2 separate regions of the Gossypium hirsutum genome follow, and region 1 is linked to region 2. The links are chromatin contacts, called in public Hi-C maps. All regions are on one chromosome and are shown on one strand. The core of a region is the stretch at or near the end of the contact, and the rest is flanking DNA. Distances in the headings are between cores, read along the strand shown. Region 1 holds the start of LOC107923062 (ribonuclease 3-like protein 3). Region 2 has its middle 46 kb from the start of LOC121210458.

The links. Hi-C and Micro-C count contacts between places; a contact is called where the count stands out from the background.
Region 1: a Hi-C map of leaf shows a contact between it and region 2, with 3 times the contacts expected there. The contact joins the promoter of LOC107923062 here to the enhancer-like site in region 2. A contact is called at or near these places in 20 of 34 Hi-C or Micro-C datasets (anther, callus, cotyledon and 5 more).

What each region holds. Positions count from the first base shown.
Region 1 is chrA11:20,028,154-20,032,126 of Gossypium_hirsutum_v2.1, reverse strand. LOC107923062 (ribonuclease 3-like protein 3) reads right to left here and starts at 2,696. Exons shown (of 3, transcript XM_016853272.2): 1 at 2,104-2,696; 2 at 1,322-1,468; 3 at 814-1,217. The coding sequence starts at 2,499. The coding sequence ends at 921.
Region 2 is chrA11:19,927,214-19,931,001 of Gossypium_hirsutum_v2.1, reverse strand. It overlaps the pseudogene LOC121209795. Among protein-coding and RNA genes, the nearest start is that of LOC121210458, 46 kb to the right of the region's middle. Within about 2 kb of position 1,586, at least 1 of the 9 cell types and tissues checked has an H3K27ac peak or open chromatin away from gene starts, as enhancers often do. A contact at or near this core is called in cotyledon, where this site is marked.

The sequences.
Region 1 (3,973 bases), core at 1,447-3,946, 100 kb before region 2:
ATGATGAACAAAAACAAATATTATACTGTCAAGTTTCAATGTGATTGTTGGGAGAAGTTTCAATATGTTTACGATCCCACCATGGTTTTACTATTAAGGATGATAAATATTGCAATTGCAATGGGTCTGTCCTATCCTCAATCTACTATTCTTCACATTGCGTGCTGAATTTCTGAAGATGTGTCGGCTGCAAAACCTTTCAGATGTTCTCTCTTTCAACATATGTGTAGTGGTTTCTCCTACAAAATTGTTGTCGATGATGCTTCCTTGGGCCTTTGATGTGCTTCAGTATCGCAGTCTTCCGTATCAAGCAAATGAGCTTGGATTTCCATTTTTTAACCCCTGACAGCCCACTTTATGCGGTGCTTCTTGTACGTAGGATCGTTTGAGTATGCATACAGATGCAAGGATTGCACATTTACTATGCATATGGGATGTCTTCCATTCGCACGCACTGCTTTCACATAAGTGTAAGAAACATTCTTTCACACTTGCTTACCAAAGATAAGAATCACTATCCACTACGACACTATTATGACATTTGTGGAAAAAAAATCCACAGCAATTGTTTTATTATTGTGGAAAAAATTCATTTATCAAAATCGAAAATAAATATACATACAACAGTTATTCGTATCCTCTCACTTTTGTGGAGAAGATCTATTTCTACCCTCATTGTATGGATTGAATATTTGGAGCAGGGATGCAACGACATTGTTCATTGGAGTTGTATGACACCCTACTCTAGTTCTAGTGACACATATAATAGTAATAACAGTGAATGATGTATGACGCCGGTTTATACTAAAGTTCTTGATTCTTTAAAAATAATTGTAAAAATAAATTTAGTAAGCTCAATTCTGTTTTCAAAGCGTTTAGTGTATATTTTAACTTTTACATGATCAATTCATCAAGTAAAGTTATACATTTCTTTCTTCAACAATATTAATATTAGTATCTTTTTCATCTAAAATTCTCAAAATATTGTCCAGTGCATCTTTGGCAGCTCTGTTGTGTGCAATTTCCTTCTTGAGACTACATTTGCCTCTTCCCACAAGTTGATCGTCGACAAAAACATCAAAACCTGTGCTTTCCTTCCATAAATCTACGAACTTAACTTTTAAATTTCTCTTTTGACACACTTCATATAATTGTGTCACCGGGTGTATCTTTAAAGTCTCCCGTCTAATTATGGGTTCCAACAAATCCTTAAACACCTATTACAGTATTCAAAAACAAAATTTATATATATGACCACATACCATATTCTAACTACAAAAAAGGTCCTACCTAAGTAAAAATAAGTGAAAGAAATAGGTACCTTCCAAACAACATCAATGGAGCAATTGGTGTCAATGAAAACCGCACCGATGGTGGATTCCACAAGATCAGCCAACGCTTTTGGCACGTCGACTAGTCCATTAGAATGTAGTGGATATCGTTGTATTTCTTCAGAAAATTGTCGAATCTGATTATGTTGGGAGAGTTATTATTTGCTAATTTTTATGCTACAAATCAACGGTTGAACACTGGATATGCCTTTGAAGCAATTAACTAAGCTACAAACCTTAGTTTACAACATAATTAAGACAAAAATGGATGATATATATCATAGTCTACGTCAAACATAGTCATGGTAGTCGGCCACTATGTATCAACTGGTTATTATAATATTCCACAATGAACGTGTAATGACAATTACATAACCAAGAGATTACGTCTCTTAGCTCAAAAATTAGGGAGAAATGATTAATATTTTTCTTTTTCTTTTTTTTACTGTACGTAACGAGCCCTTAAAATGAAATTTTTTTATTTATACATTTTAAACAATTTAAATTAGTTACTCGTAAAAAAGCACATTCGAAGATGGTTTCAAACTTTCAACAAACTTAACCACTACGATTATTATGACTGCAAAAATATTCAACACCCTACAAATATTGACTTCGAGTATTTATATTCAAACCAATTTTTTAAAATGAATAAAAATATTTATATAACAAATATACATAAAAGTGAAAAATTGTGAAATTTGGGTTCATCAAACAAATTCCTTTTCTATCTAAAATTAATTTTATTCAAAAAAGAGTTTCGATTGCTTACTTGTTCTTTGAGAAGAGGTTTCTTATGGCGCAAATAGCGATGCAAACCATGTTTGACGGCGGCACGAGCCAACTTTTCGGTATCGACATTGGCGGCTCGTAGCCTAGTCAAAGCCCCCGGTGGCAAATCAGGGTATTCAAAAAACTGCTGTTTGGTGAAGAGTAAATTAAGGACAGAATCTCCCACGTACTCTAACCGCTCATTGGAGAAACCCAGTCCTAAAGAAGCATGCGTGAAAGCTTCTTCTAATAACCGTTTGTTGTTAAACTCATAGCCCAGAATTTGCTCCACTTCATCCAGACTGGGCAACGGCTGAGTTGATTCCGCGGCTGACTCGCTTTGTTGTTGGATAATCTGCTGCTGCTCTTTGAGAGTTTCTATGGTGATGGCGGTCATCGTAAAAATACACCCAAGGAAAGAGAGGCGTGGATGGATAATAATGAGAGAGAAGGTATTTATTTATATTAAAGACTTTGGATTATAGGTCTTGACAGATTGTATTTATTTATTTGGACATTGGATTATATGGAAAACTTTAGTATAAAAGGGAAATTTTGATTATAAGAACCAACTGGAACCTGCAAATTTGTTTTTTCATATATGGTATGGATATATCACAGTTGTTAAAAAGGGAACTAACTCGGTAGATACATTGACCCAAACTTAATGGTTTCGTGTTTCCTAAGAAAACATACGTTAAACCCTGCCAACGAATTACTTCTTCGGAATGTACAAGAAAAAAATTTACTTGGTTTTGTTTTTTTTATTAATTTAATTAATATATGCCTATTCCATTCCATTTTTTCTTCATTTCTAATTATTTTAAGAAGGATCTTGGTATCCACTAAAAAAAATCAAATCCATGAAATGAAAAAATTATAAAATTGTAAGACATACCTTCCAATTATTTCAGATTAATTGAAATCAACATAAATAAAATAGATGAAGCCAAGAAATAAAATTGAGATACTATATATAGTAGATATATTTAATTAGATATGGACATGTATGCAGATATACATTGTATGATAGAAAGATTCATGTTTTTTTTTCTACCATACTATCGAGTTTTATAGGATATTGTTAATTCTAGTCCATTCATTTTATTTAAGACATGAGATTTGAATTTTTTTTCTTCAATTCCTTGATAAAAAGTCAAGCTTCATCCAAATTAATCACTTTGACTAATAGATTTTAGGTATATTATAAGTAAAAAAAAGGTAAGAACTAGAATGAACAACACTGTAACAATAAATGCGAGAATATTTACTTCCGTAATTTCTTTTTTTTTTAACTTCGCAATAACTCGGGATTTAATCTCATGGAGATGATAAATTTGTCGTTTGTAAATTCAATCAATGACTTACATTTCAATGACATTGAATCAGATCAATATCATGAATAACAATATCTAGGCTATCAAATCGATTCACCTTCGAGAATTGAATAGTATAACATATGAAGATCTTTTATCCACATCGAATACAAGAAGTGATGCCTAGTCCAATCAAAAGAATTCATTTCCTATATTTATATCTATTCTTTTCTACCCTTTCTTTTCGATAATCTACCGCCTTCCTTCTACAATCATCTGATGATGTATCATCTGACTGTTATTCCACTTTCACCGTTTCCAAATAAACCCCAACAAAAAGAGAAAGGAAAAAAAAAAGATAATTTTATATTTAAATTAATTTTATATGTTATTGAATTAAGTGAATTTAATCAAATTGACTCAAAAATATTTTAAATATATCTTTCTCTTTTTAATTTTTATACAGTATTTTAAAATAAAATAATTTAAAGTTAAAACTACTATTTAAAAAGATAATAACCGAACAACTATTTTCTTTAAGAAAATTATTTAATA
Region 2 (3,788 bases), core at 337-2,836:
CAACTTCATTATATGTTCTGATAATATCTATTCTTTTTTGACATAATGCCTAGAACTACTCATAGTACTTTCTCAACCTATAGATAGGAGATTAATGCACTTCAGCGCACTCAAACTCATGTCCTTTTAACTTGATAACCACACTTATACTAATCGAGTTAAGACTCAATCGGTAAAAAAAATTTATTGTTTTATGAATTAAATGCAAGGAAAAGACATTAAATGTAGAGCAAAGGCATTAAGGCATTAAATGCAAGAAAAAAGCTATTGTCCAATGCTGGGACCACAAATTAGGGTTTTTTTTTTCACTTTTTCATTTGTTCTTTTACAATCAATTTTTTTTAAATTCACCGGTACTGTCAATGTGTCAGGCGGCACCACAATTTTTTTTTTCACTTTTTCAGCTTTTTTTACTTTACTATTAGATTTTTTTTAAAAAAAATTACCGGTACCGTCAATGTATTAAGCGACACTTAAAACTATGATAGTAGACACCCTATTTTTGTAATTAATTAATTCTTTAATATTATTTTTATAAAAAAGACCCCTTTTACAAACAGAATTTAAATACTGAGTCATACATAACATAAGTTTTTTGGGCTTTGTGTTTCAGAAAATAAATAAATAAATAAATAAACCAACTTAGAATATTAAACCTAGCCGAAGTAATTCTATAGGTTTTGGTTCCTATGCCTACGTCTGTTTGATTTAATTTAGAAGATTATGAATTACAATATCCAAGCCAAATATTATGCAAACTATCTGAAGCTCCTCCAGTCGCAAATTCATTGACTAGAGGCAATTTACAAAATATATGGTCTCTAACAGCAGTTGTTGCTAAGTTGCTAACATTAAACTGGATACGAAGGTAGACATATCATGCAGCTTAGTTATTTGTATAAGGGATCATTGGCCTCTATGGTCATAAACCTACTGAATAGGAGAGTCTAGCCAGTTGTTGAACTTATGGCCTGTCCTTAACAATAGCTAGTAACTTACAAATTACTTCAAATTAATTAGAATAAATTTGTGGAAAACAAAGATACCAACGTAGACACACCAAATCAGCTAATAATTTGTACAAAAGATCATTGGCCTATAAACCTACTGAGGAGGAGACAATTAGTCTAGCCAGTTGTTGAACTTATGGCTGGTCCTAAAAAACAGCAGCTAACGAGTTACAAATTACTTGGAATTAATAAGAACAAAATTTATCTTACTCTGGTGGCATGTATCCAAATGTCCCAACAAGACGTGTGGGTAGGGATGAATTTCCAACCTCTGTCAGTTTTGTTAATCCAAAATCTGCAACCTGCATTGATGTTAAAAATTGATTAAAGTGCAATTATAACAAGAAGCTTTCAAACAGTCGACCCGATGAGAGATCAGGAAGGAATAACCTTTGCACGGAACTTTTTGTCTATCAATATATTAGCTGATTTAATGTCCCGATGAATGTAAACAGGGACAGTATGCTCGTGAATATATTCAAGACCTCTGGCTGAGTCGAGGGCAATTTGCACTCGAGTAGACCAAGGAAGTGGCTCCCTGCCTGGAAATAAACAATAGAATCCCATTAGTGCTGCTCTGAATCAATTGCATTTGGGATAGTTTCAGCGTAAGAAATCTCACCTGAGCCTCGCAAATGCTGACTTAGATTGCCATTCTCAATGTATTCGTACACTAGGAAAAGAGAGCCTTCAACACAGTATCCAATTAAACGCACCTGTATTGGACAAACACATTAATATTCACTTTGAAGATAAATAACAAAAATAGGAATTTTAGAAGGTCATAGATGAAAGAGGATGTTTATAAAGGAAGAAAAACTTATAAACGAAGAGGCCAATGAATTCCACTACAATGATTGAAAAGTTAAACAACTTAATTACTTGTGCATTGTCACAACTGCAAAGAAATGTATAGTAGACTCAGTGAGAATCTAATTCTGCATGATACCATAAACTCCATTCAATTATCTGTATTAAGTTTCTTAACATTAAGGAAAATAAGAGTTAGGGCAAATAATGCATGAAAAACTGTGCCATATGTGGATATAGACAACTCCTCTGACTCATTGAACTACAGAGAACAAAAATCTGGCCTTTGGCTTATGGCCTATGGGCCGCACCTAGAATATTAACAAAATGTTTTCTAGACTCACAGATAAAAGTAACATTTAAGAAATGTTTTCTAGTTAATGAAAAACAATTATTCAAAGATATCTGCCTTCGAAGCATGAGAAAAAGAAAGTACATTACCAGGTTCAGGTGATGAACATGTGTCAAAACCTTCAATTCAGCTAGAAATTCTTTGGTTGCCTGCATATCCATCTTCTTGATTGCAGCTTCCTGCACAATAATTAATAAAGAGATGTGACATATGGAATCAACACAAGATGGCAATGATTCATTGATGCAGGGATATTAACTGTAAAAAACATTGAGTAATCTAACAATTCAGAAAAATGTTTGAACATTTTCAATATATATAATGTTCCATAATTACAAATGAAAAGTTATAAGTAACCAAAAGGTATGTACCTTGATTATTATCCAAAAGTTGTCAATATTTATGCCATTTAATTATTAACAAATAGTCATAATTATTCAGGTAAACATTTAGATAATTGTGTTCCTATAAAGATATATGAAAACTTTTAGAAATAGGAGTCAAATTTCATTTACCTGATATATCAGAAAAACACATCAAAAGTTTTTTTTCTATTCTCCCACCATCTTTTATATTCTTAGATTATTCTATAAAAAATTACTACAGAAATTCTTTATAGAAATTAATGTCCTTGTTACGCTCCGCTCAGTGCTCAATGAACTGTTTCCGTTAGTGTAAAACTTAGATAGTCATTGGGTTTCATTGTATCCTCGAGGTTCATTTGCTAGTAACTCTTTTACACACCATAATATAGGTGGCAGCAGATAAAACCTTAAAAAAAGTGAGTATTGATATACGCCTTAAAAGCCTTCATTAATTTCTCATAAGTTTATTTTATCCCCACACCAACAAAAAATACTAGCGTGCATATGTATTTTTATTGTATTTCTTAAATGTAAGAAGTGGCAAAGTTGTGCTTCCTAATATAGGACACATCTCATTCATGCATCTTTCACGTGCATTCCTCGTCAGTTTAGATGCTCAACTATAGCAATCAGGCTTGAGCTCTATATCCAACTATCCACATAAAGTACATTACAAAATCTTGGACAGAAATGCAAGCAAATTACAGATGCAAATGAACATCCACCAAACTGTGGTATTCTGAATTTTCATCCTCTTAAACTCTAATATGTGGCTACAAAAAGGTTTTTCTTTCCCTCAATAATATTAGCAAGAAACCCAAGTGATCTCTTCTCCAATCTACAATTTTTCTCTCTAAAGTAACATGCCAAACTTTGAGACAGTCCCTAAAGCTTAGTCCATATTCAATAAGTACAAGGCAGCTAACGATTACTTACTTAACGTTAACAGAAGCACCCAATAGATTTTTTTTTTCCATAATTTAATAACAAAAACAAAAGACTACACAACTACAAACCTCGCCTCTCAGATTTGCATAGTAAACAGCCCCAAAGCCACCTTCACCAATCTTTTTAGCCATACTAAAATTATCAGTCGCCTGGGCAAGTTCTTCATAAGAGAACTCAACTGATTTGTCAACGGAAATGCCAGTAAGGCCTGGAGAAGCAGCAACAGCCGGAGTTGATTCCACTGCTTTACTTCCAAAAGCTAAACAATTCCCACCAACAAAAGAAAGATAGAGAAGAAAAAAA